Regions from separate parts of the Danio rerio genome. Here region 1 is linked to region 2. A link is a contact called in public Micro-C data. All regions are on one chromosome and are shown on one strand. Each heading gives the region's core, a stretch centred on a gene start, on an enhancer-like site or on the middle of the called end of the contact. The rest is flanking DNA. Distances are from core to core; before and after follow the strand shown. Region 1 holds the start of rtn4ip1 (reticulon 4 interacting protein 1). Region 2 holds the start of srrm1 (serine/arginine repetitive matrix 1).

Region 1 (5,920 bases), core at 480-2,979, 140 kb after region 2:
TTTTTTACAGAGTTATCTTTGTTGAGGCCACCGGTGTTGACGATGGCAGACCAGGCTGTTGCAGCCACATACGGGATGGATGCGGCTTCATCATGCCTCAGTGATTTAGGCTTATGTGAAACCTGAAGCACAGACGAACAAAGGAATTCTTTACACTGGAGCACTGTGAATATCTACAGGACAACTTCTGTACTGAGCTTCAAATCAGTTTTTATCCATGACATGCTTCTGAATAATTACCTCATTGCCACTGACCACTACAAACTCTGCCAGACTGCCCTGCTTCCATGGAGGAATAGCGGCCCACACCTAACAGAGAAAAACAAACACTTTTAAAAGGCCAGAGCAGACAATACCTGATGACGTAAGGTTTCTGGAGTAATCGTAGCATAAGAGTTCAGCATTACTTGAAAAAACAACTGAATAGGGCACCTGATCTCCTGGTTTAAAGTACTTCACATCCAGCCCACATTCCATGATCTCTCCGGATACATCTCGACCCAGAATGAGAGGAAATTCACCACCTGATTGGCTGATGTTCAGTGGGTCACGCTTCATGGCCATAGTAGCTGCTCCATAGCCACCTACAAGAGCGAAAATAAAAAGAAATGATTTCATACACTACTCATCTTTACCTAAAATTGTACATATATTTATTGTACATTTTAAAATGAAATTGGCATTAAGGAGTGTGAGTTGAGCCGGTCACAACATGCCTCGTGTGACTCATCCTTTCATAATAACATGTGTTCATTGGAATAAAGCTGGAATATTTAACTAGCATGTAAGGACTAGATGAAAAACTGAAATACCAAAAACAAATAAACAAAAATTTAATCGGGAAAAATATATAAATCAAAACTAAAGGAATGTATAGCATAGAGCAGGGTTTCTCAACCACATTCCTGGAGGCCACCAACATTGCAAGTTTTGGATGTCTTCTTTGTCTGTTACACCCATTACAGGTCTTTCAGTCTCTGCTAATGAGCTGATTATCTGAATCAAGTATGTTTGGTTGAGGAGACGTTGAAAATGTGCAGAGCTGGTGGTCCTCCAGGAATGTGGTTGAGAAACACTGCCATAGAGTTTAAAATTACAACATACAAAGTAATGTAGACGAATTATGGCATATAATAATAACTATGTAGTTCACATTGTGATATATTGTATGCCATATTGCAAACATATTGCTTATTAAAGGTGATCATGTCACTCGCAAACATATGAACGTGTCAGACATTTGTGAACCACATAGATGCCTTTATTCGACCTTTGCTGATTCCCACAAGACATATTATACTTATAATTACAGATATATTCTAATGAAGCGTTCTAAAGTCCCCTCACATACCCCTCATACTGATGTCAATTGGGTTGAGACCCGCAGCGTGCACCTTTACCACCACTTCATTAGGATAGTGGATGATCGGAAGCGCCGCGTTCTTGGTGAACCTCAACACATCGTTTTTCCCGTATTTATCAATGACCCATGCGGGCATTACAGTCCTGCGAGCGGCTGAGAAACTGAAGCTCCTGTAATGACATCTCAGCGAGCACACCAACCACCGTCTACACATCAACATGGTTGATCAAACTTTAAAAAGATAATCCAGAGGATCCCGCTTATAGTATCACAAACCCGTCATTGGTCAGAAATAAATGTTATAACTGTTGAATAACACGCTCGAGAACAGCCATTCCGCAAAGTCAAAACAAACCGGTGAACTTTCACACGACGCACTGGTCCAATCACAGGCCGAGTTGCTCTTAGGTTGACCAATCAGAGGGCGGAGAAGAGAGGACGTCATTGAGGTCAACACAAAGTGTCATGTCAGCCTCCAGTGCGGCGAGGCGTCCTGTGGAAGCGATGCTCGGCCTGTCCATTAGAGAGGTCTGTTTAAATCTATTCATCCAGCTTAAATGTTGCTAAGAATTAAACTTTATAAACAGTCACCGTGCTGATTCTTGGCGTTGTGCGCTGTAAACCCTTTCAAAAATGACCAATAGCCAAGTGTTGCAAAGCTAACCAGCAAACCATTCTGCCTGTTTTCAGCAGGGTGTTATTATTTTTCATTTTGTTTATCCGACAAAAGTTTGGAAAGATTAAGATTTGTTCTTGTGTTTTATTCATTTGCTGCATTTGTTTGTTTATAACCAACACATCTTCAGTTTAAAATAACAGTATTCTATGTAAACAATTTGTAATTTGTTCCTGTAATTCATTTTTTTTATTTAGAATTTCTTATTTGAAATCATACAGAAATGTTAATGGTGCCCCCGAATTTCTTGAACATTAAATTATTATTAATGCTTATTTATATTGATTATATTAATAATGATAATATAAAAATGCTAAATTATTATTAAAAAAGGTTACTGCTTCATATGTATGTGGTAACAGGATACATGTTACATGTTAGGATTTATTTTATGCATAGTTTAAAATGAAAGCCTTTGTTTGTACCATCACTGATTGCTTTGATTAATAAATGTATCAAAATTAAGGATAATTCTTTTCAATATTGATAATCAGAAATGATGTCAGCTGAGCATGAATTCTTATTTCTCAAAAAGCCCATGTTTCTGCTTGCTATAGGTGTCTCAGGCACTGAGGGATGGGAAGGTCTCTGCCACTGAACTCTGCAGAAAATGCATCAACCAAATACAACGAACGCGTTACCTGAATGCTTATATAACCATTGCAGAGGAGACGGCCATGGAGCAAGCAGAGAGAGCAGATAAAAGGCTCCGCACAGGTGAGTTTGTGCCACATAAAATGTAAGTCTATTTATTTTTTAATCATAATTTCCATGTACTTCATGTTTTTTTTAAAGGTAAAACACTTGGTCCTCTAGACGGCATTCCTTTCTCTGTAAAAGACAACTTCTGCACAGAGAACATCAAGACCACCTGTGCTTCAAACATGCTTAAAGGTCAGCTTAAGTACGCTAAAGTACAATATATTTACTGTCTTTGTCACAAAATGGTTGTGACATGTTTGATTCCCATTATCTGTTTGGATTGGTAGGTTATGTTCCTCCATTCAGTGCTACAGTTGTGCAGAAGCTGTTGGATCAAGGAGCAGTTCTTGTTGGAAAAACTAATTTAGACGAATTTGCAATGGGGTAAGTAAACTGTTTTTTTTTTAACAAAAAATGATGCCTTTATTCATCAAGGATTAAACATTTATCAGGATTCAACACAAAAAACTCCTAAAATGTATACATATACATTTTACAAATCTAAGCTAACCATTTTCTACATTAATAATAATTTTATGTTCTTTTATGCATTCGGCATATAAGCCTTCATCCAAAGTGACTTTTGTGAAAGTTTTTTCCTTTCTTGGGATTTTCTATACTATTTGAGAAACAAGAAGGCTAATAATTATTTAATTAATATATATATATATATATGGAATAATGATCACAGAAAATTCAGCTTTTCTATCACATGAATAAATTAAATTTTAAATATAATAAAATACAAAAAAGCTACTAAATCATAATAATATTTCCTTTTTTACTCAATTTATTTATTTTAATAAAAGTGTTGGTGATAAAGATTTTAATCATTGTGCATTAAAAATTTACACCAAGCACCAAACATAAAAATAAGAACTAAAGAGCTAAACCTCATAAATAGACTAAAGAGATATGCCTCATAAAAATGTCTTAATGATGTCAAGTAAATTATTTTTTATATATATTTTCAGACATGAGTTTCTTTGCAAGTGTTACTGACAATTTCCTCTTTGTCTTTCAAGAGCTGGAAGTACAGATGGGGCTTTTGGTCCAGTTCGTAATCCATGGAGTTATGCAGCCCCTTACCGTGAACAGAGTGCAGAAGATCCAGATTCAGACTGGACAATAACAGGAGGAAGTTCAGGAGGCAGTGCAGCAGCAGTGGCATCTCTCAGCAGCTTCCTGTGAGTCTATAACATGGTCTTAAAAAATCTTAAAATGTCTTAAAACTCAAAAGCTAAGCTTTAAAAAAGCCTTAAAAAGTTTTAAATCGACTGAAATCTTGTATTGTAGATCTTAAATCTTTTTTACATGTCTTAATTTTCCTAAGTATATTCATAGGTATAGCTACTCAATCTGTCTATTAACACCCATACAATCACCAACAATCCCTCAATAAAACTTCTTTATTTTAAAATAACATTAAATTTCTTTCCTTACAGTAACACTTGCTTAAAATTTTCTTTATTTATTTACTGCTGAGGATACTGACCTGACCTGATTTTTATAATAATAAATAATTATTATTGTAGACTGAAGTAATTGATCGCTATGTTTTGTTTTAGTCTTGTTAAGGGTTTAGGATTTGTGAATGAATATATTTGAAAATTAATAAAAAATATTCAAACTAAATTATAATTATTTTATCAATAAATGTATTAAATTGTAATCATTTTTGATAGGACAAGTGAAAATCTTATCTAACTGGGATATTTAAAAAATCCATAGCATTTAGCTTTGTCCGAGTCTAAAATTACATACATAATGGTCTTAAAAATGTCTTGTCTTGTTAAAAAAGTATTATATTTAACTTGGTAAAACCTGTAAAAACCTACTATAAACATCAGAAACATTTATTAGAGAAAGTACTGCTTGTGTCTACACACTGTATAATTGAGTAGGTGCTCTCGAGTTACTACAAAGGAACAGTTGTACGTTTGAAATTATAGATGCATTCATTTATTCATTTTCTTTTTGGCTAAGTCTCTTTAATAATCTGGGGCCGCCTGAAATAATATGTCATATAAATAATTTAGTATATTTATATTGTGAACAGATGTTGATAAAAACGTATTGCTTATTTTGTGACACTATAATTGAGCAAAGTGCATTTATTTAAAAATGTAAAGAAATATATTTAGTTTTCATATGCACAATATGAGTTATGTATTTAAAAACACTTTACTACACAAAGTCTCAGACAATTGGTATACACACAACTATGGGGGAAAAATAAAAAAATAAAGCCATTATTTACTTACACTTCAATTGTTTTAAAACTGTGTGTCTTTCTATTTAACACAAAAGAAGATATTTTGAAGAAACCTGGAAACCCGTAACCATTGATTTCCATTGTATTTGTTTCCTTCTATGGTTACTGGTTTTCAGCATTCTTAAAAGTATCTTTTTTATGCTCATCAGAATAAACTCATAATGGTTTGGAACCACTTGAGAGAGAATAAATATTAAGGAAATTTTCAATGATCAACAAACTGTCCCTTTAAGAGATCACATGACCATTGTCTGTAACTCTGGATTTACTGTATTTTATTAGGTACGATTTGATAAAAAATGTAATATTTGTTTTATTCTATAAAGGTCTGATCATATCCAATTCGCATTTTCTTGTTTTCCAGTAAAAATATTGTCATTTAGAGATTTATTTGTTTAGTTTTTATCAGAAAATGACGATTAAAATAGCAAATGTTTTCTCTTGTTTTGATCAAAAATCAGGATTTTCCACCAAATATGAATTTCTTAAAACATATAAAAATTGTAACCGTTGAAATTATGTTGTGTGAAATGTCTAAAAGCATACCATCCTTTCTGTTGTTATTTAAAAATGCTCAAAAAAACAACAATTACATTTTACTCAAACTATAAATCAAACATTTTCAAGTGTTCTGTTAAATGTTTTCATATAGCTGCAAATCTTATATGTTGTTCACATGTTTTTCATTTAGAGCCTTAGGATCTGATACTGGAGGCTCCACGCGAAACCCTGGTTCTCTCTGTGGAGTGGTGGCTCTGAAACCCTCGTATGGCCTCCTGTCACGTCATGGCCTCATCCCTCTGGTTAACTCAATGGACGTGCCAGGAATCATGACCAGAAGTGTTCACGATGCCGCCACTGTTTTGAGTATGACAGTTGTTAATAATCAGCATATCGGATGCGT
Region 2 (5,462 bases), core at 303-2,802:
TTACTCTATGTACTAGACATAGTTAGCAAGGTCAGCACTGAAAAACATTCTGGCCCCAGTTTTCACCTTCAGGACTCTTATAGTTCTGATGTTATAATCAAAATACAACTTTTCTGGAAAGGAATGAATGGCCCAGAGATGCTACATTTGCACAAATGCAGTAAAACCTTTAGATATCTTTCACTCTACAGTGCTCCAGACCATGTATTGTGTGCAAGATGTAAACAGTCCACCTCGATTTGAACACATTCATGGGTAGAAGAAGCTTTAAACCACTACTAGCTTTAGCGTGAATCAAGGAAAAAATCAATATTGCCTTTGTTCCAGCTGCTATCTGTGAGAATTTCACAGTTGCCTGAATTTTGGGTTCTGTTCAGCCCATTATGATCTGTAATGGCTTTATTTATTTAGAGTCAGCTATCGAAGGGCTCTGGATTCACAATGTATAGTGTGGTGGTGTGAACTAAGTACTTAATCTATCAGCGCTGCTGATGTATTATTTATACACTGTGAAGTGAAATGTATTTTTTACATTTCTGTTTACTCATAAGAGCAACACTGCTGGCTTAAACACCAGCAGAGGCCTCACCATTTAAGGGAGTGTTTTTTTTTATTCAGCCTGTCTGAAAGTCTCCCTTCTATAGAAGGAATTGTGATTTCTGGACAAAAGATATTGTGTTAAACCGCCTTAATGTTCAGTTATCACTCAACCTCACAAGTTGCTAATGATTCTCATTCAGAACTGGAAAGATGCAGTGTATGTCAAATAAACGACTTTAAAGCAGCACACCGTCTATGTCTTTTGTCATTATGGGTTTTAAAATTAATTAAAAAAAGATGGATCTATGAGGCAATGTTTATCACATTTTATTTTTCCAAGAAGTCTCAAATACTTACTGCAATGAATTAAATGTATTGGAAAACAGCCTTAACAAAGAAGACCATATGCTAAAAAAAGTACACCAAAAAGTTGTACAAAAGATATGGAAGTGTTTTGCTTACAAAAATTAATTCAAATGTTCAAACGATCAAATAATATAAGCAATATTATTATTATTCAAATAATTTTCTTAAAAGCTCAAATAATAAAGCAAATTTTCCAAAACTCTAACAGAATTTACAATGCTACTTTAATGCTTACTTTAATTTCCGTATAATGGAAATAGTGTTGGTTTTAAATGAATCTGTAGTGTGAGTTTCTGCTGAGTTCCATTGTTGGCAAGATAAGTACTTTGAATTTGGGGGAAAATGTACATAAGATAAATCCTAAATGAATATGTCCCAAAACTCGTTTTTAAACCACATAAGAAGGCCTACTGGTTTGTTAATAGCATGTATAGTGGAAACCAACTCCTGTAAAGTTAATGGTTTACATTACAATGTTTGCTAGTTCTTCAGCACTGTAACTAAATAAGTTTTATATTACATTATCATTGAAATATCGTAAAACTAATTTTTATAAAAATCTTATTTTAAAATAATGAAATTAAAGACCGTCTCTAGGCACATGACTGCTCAACTTCCGGAAGTGAGGTCAGAGAGCTATCGTGTCGCAGTGGATTGTGGGACATCGTGCCATATTGACACACGACAGAAATGGACGCGGGTTTTTTCCGCGTAAGTGTTATATTCTTTTACAAATTATGCTCTATAAACATCGAGTGTGTTGTTATGCATCTATTGTTTATCAATTGTTTGACCGGCTCGTTGTTTTAAGGATATTTTATATGTGTTCATTGGAGTGTGGCTGTAATGGCGGCTGCGTGAGGTAACCAGAAAATACCGCACAGATTAACAGGAACAGCAGATTTGAAGACATAGGCGCGTTTAATTACCTATTATCACAATTGTTGTTACAAATAAACTCAAATGTAACGTTAAAAAAAGTCAGCGGTTCTGGGATTAGCGATGTTACGCATGTGTAATACAGACTGAAACCGAAATTAAGTGGTCCTGTGCTACGACGTTAGCCTAATAATCTGTGTAACGTTAGTCTAGTTTTTGCGTATATACATGATTACTCATATCCCACTGAAAGGGTGAAATAATACTACTCGCATTTCTTTTGCCTCGGCCTTTCAATGGAAGAAAAGTAACCATATGAATTTTTTGTTCCTGTTTTCTCGAAGCACGTTTTGTTTTAATGATGCGTTTCTATGATTTCAGGGCACCAGTGCGGAGCAGGATAACCGCTTCAGCAACAAACACAAGAAACTCTTGAAGCAGCTGAAGTTTGCAGAATGTCTGGAGAAAAAGGTAGAAAAAGTTAAACATAATTATACTTGGATTCACAAACGATGCATTAAGTGACAGTAAAAACATCTATAATGTTACAAAATCGTTGATACATTAGTAACTATTAGTGACGTGTAGTTTAAGAGCCCTGACCAGATGGGATTTAAACTTCACTGTAACGTTAGTTGTTTAGTTTAAAGCCTGGAAAGTATCATATCTAAATGTTCTCTTAACATTACATTAAGAGTGTTCTCAATAAATAACTAAATTGTAAATCTTTTTTTTTTTTTTTTTGCAAAGTCTGAAAATTGTTCAAGGTTATTACACAGTGCATATTCCAACCAACAGGTCGTCCTAGGTCTGAAAAGTGGTGTAATTATAAATTGTGTACATTAGGGCTGCACCATATTGGAAAATTCTGATATTGCGATATTTTATTTTTCTGTGATAAATATTGCAATATTAATAGTTTCACCAGGTGGTTTGAATATCTCTATATGATTTCTGGGTATTCAGAAATAATCCCTGTTATAAACAGTATTCAGGTACAGAAATTGACTAATCGCAATGCAAAAAAAAAATCTTTTTTGTTTTGATATTTCATTCTTAGATCAAATAACAATATTAGTCAGCACCAATAGTCTAGTGGATAAGCGTGCCGACATAAAACGCCAAGGTGCTCACAGCGATCTGAGTGCGATTTTCTAACCCTTCCCCTCTCTTTGCTCCCAATGCCTTCCTGTTTGCATCCACCACTGTCCTTTCCAATTTAAGGTGGAGAAACCCTTAAAAATACTTATTTAAAGAAGCTATATTTTTTTTAACCTTCAGAAGAAAAAAAGCTAAATAATGAAAAATAGGTTTTTCTTAAAAACAAAAAAAACCAATTATCTTCCAGTGGAGAAAAATAATCTTGTTTTTGCTTTGAAATGTAGATATTTGTATTAAAAACGAGACAAACAATCTAAAAAAAACTGTTTTTTTTATACATCGGATAAGTTTTATATAAATAGAGTGATTAAATACAATTCTGTAGCTCCTGCCAACTATAATTCAGACTCAACTATGCATATCTTGCAATGTGACTATTGCAGATGCACACATTAGAGATGCGCGGATGGACTATTATTTCATCCGCAACCGCATGACAAAATTCATCATCCGTCCGCCATCCATCCGCACTAACATTTTTGACCAATTTTTAAAACCGCACCCGCCCGCCATCTGCTGATTGGGCTCTTTATTTGAATGGCTTATTCCTTTTTTTATTAAATGAATGTTTCTTCATTGATCATTATATAATAGAGAATGACTTTAATGTAGACATGCAGCTAATCCAAACGTGCAAGTCATTAATTGACGACGCTTTGAAGTTACGCTAAAGATACGAGGACGTGTCTTTTCACTTGATTCGATTCCTCGGTCCTTCAGTCTTTTCCTTGCGTCCTTCCCTCGTAACGTTATCCCGGTGGGGTGGAAACACGAGGAAAGAAAGCAAGGAAAGGAAACGAGGATGCACAAATAAGAAATGAGAAGCACCCGAGCTCTCAGAATATCAGCAGTGAACTCTGTCTCCAATCGGCGCACAGGGACAAAAGTAAATAAATAGCCTAAATTAAACGCACTGTACTGTACAACTTTTTTTTTTTTATTGTAGCCTAATAGAAAACGCATTGACACATCATTTCAACATGCTGCTATTTAGTCTACTACTAAATGCCTATTTCACTTAATTTTTTAGTAAATAGATAGAATAAGTCATTTGCATTATAGCCTAATAATGTTTACATTTGTAGTTGTCCATAGCAACCCCAAAAATGTACCTGCTTGCCTTCCACATATAATTAATGGGCACAGTTTTTCGACTATTTTTTATTTTTTGCTTTGGATGTTATTGAGCTTGTAGAAATCGGAAACAACACAGTTCTGCGACACAGATTAACCTTTATTGATATCTCTATCAGACAATACCTATTTTATATGCCAAAAGAAACAACAGGCAGTAAAAAAAAAATAACATAAATATCTTAATGTAGGCATAGGCTATTGTCGCATGCTTTGACAAACAGTTGAAAATTTTTTAATAAAAACGTCATATTGTGCCTAAGCCTTGTAGGCTCAGTCACCCCCACAATTAGAAATTAAATTAGAAAAATAGATATGCCATTCCTCTTTGAGCGAACCTGACAAGGCTAAGTGCATGTATGACAAGTGCCCCAATAACCCATGGACTTAGGATCATCCCCATTCCCCTCAAACTTGAAGCATAACGAAATACTACGCCATTAAATTTGCGACAGAAATTCTGGCAAAATAACCTTAGCCTCGGAACGTAAAAGCGAGGCCAACATGTCTAGAATAGAATAGGCTAAACCAATATGAACGTAAAATTATCAGCTGACCAAACTCAAAAGTTTATATTGAACATATGTGCAGCCTAAATAACATAGGCTAATTGGTTTAATATGCCTGACCTTAGGTCTAGTTTGATTTTTTCTTGGCACAATGCAGGAATAAAATGGCATCTACAGTGTCAGGATTCAGACGGGAGTGCCTGCATAGCCACTGCGCCCTGCTGCACTGAAGGAGCACTCGCTCGCAGCACTTGTTGCTGAAATGCATAGAATTCTCTTGGAAAGGTGCTGTAGTCATGGGAATGCCTGGCCTTATTTCTCCCAAAAGGAAAGTAGATTTTCCTATGCTGATCCGTCTATACGGAAGTTTGTAGAGGAATACTTTTGTACACTACATCCAGAATTAATGTATCCGATTCCTCCTCCCATTCTGTGAAGTCAGTCCTAGGCTTTTTCGTTGGTGCGCCAGCTATGAATATAAAAACAGTACAACCGCCCGCCACCCGCCCGAATTTAATTAAAATATTATTTTTTCGTAACGTCATCCGCCCGATCCGCGGTTTATCCGCGGAGTCCGCGGCTATAACCGCCAACCGCGCATCTCTGGCACACATTGCAATATCGAAGCTGAAACTATATATTGTGCAGCCCTAGTGTACATGTAAAAACACATTTTATAGCAGTGAAAACGGGGCTTCTTTTTCTGCAAGTAATATTTAGAAGAACTAAAAATTTAGGTATTTATACAAAGTAATTTTGCAAAGCAAATCATCATTTTAGGTTATTTCTGATTTGTAATTTGACAATAAACCATTTTTAGCTCAATACAAGTAAAGATCCTGTAATTATGATTATTTTATGATGTGGTTTTAG

The links. Hi-C and Micro-C count contacts between places; a contact is called where the count stands out from the background.
Region 1: a contact with region 2 is called in a Micro-C map of caudal fin, with 2.4 times the contacts expected there. The contact joins the promoter of rtn4ip1 here to the promoter of srrm1 in region 2. A contact is called at or near these places in 1 of 18 Hi-C or Micro-C datasets (caudal fin) and 1 of 4 datasets of contacts at active chromatin or transcription factors (embryo).

Annotation. Positions count from the first base shown.
Region 1 is chr17:26,955,663-26,961,582 of GRCz12tu, forward strand. rtn4ip1 (reticulon 4 interacting protein 1) reads right to left here and starts at 1,730. Exons shown (of 9, transcript NM_200352.2): 1 at 1,352-1,730; 2 at 433-584; 3 at 241-309; 4 at 1-122. The coding sequence starts at 1,583. It overlaps qrsl1 (glutaminyl-tRNA amidotransferase subunit QRSL1), which reads left to right and starts at 1,824. Exons shown (of 11, transcript NM_001118898.1): 1 at 1,824-1,891; 2 at 2,597-2,756; 3 at 2,835-2,933; 4 at 3,029-3,125; 5 at 3,767-3,928; 6 at 5,708-5,883. The coding sequence starts at 1,829.
Region 2 is chr17:26,818,467-26,823,928 of GRCz12tu, forward strand. It overlaps srrm1 (serine/arginine repetitive matrix 1), which reads left to right and starts at 1,553. Exons shown (of 17, transcript NM_213442.2): 1 at 1,553-1,617; 2 at 2,167-2,256. The coding sequence starts at 1,597. tdh2 (L-threonine dehydrogenase 2) reads left to right here. Exons shown (of 9, transcript NM_001099417.1): 9 at 1-784.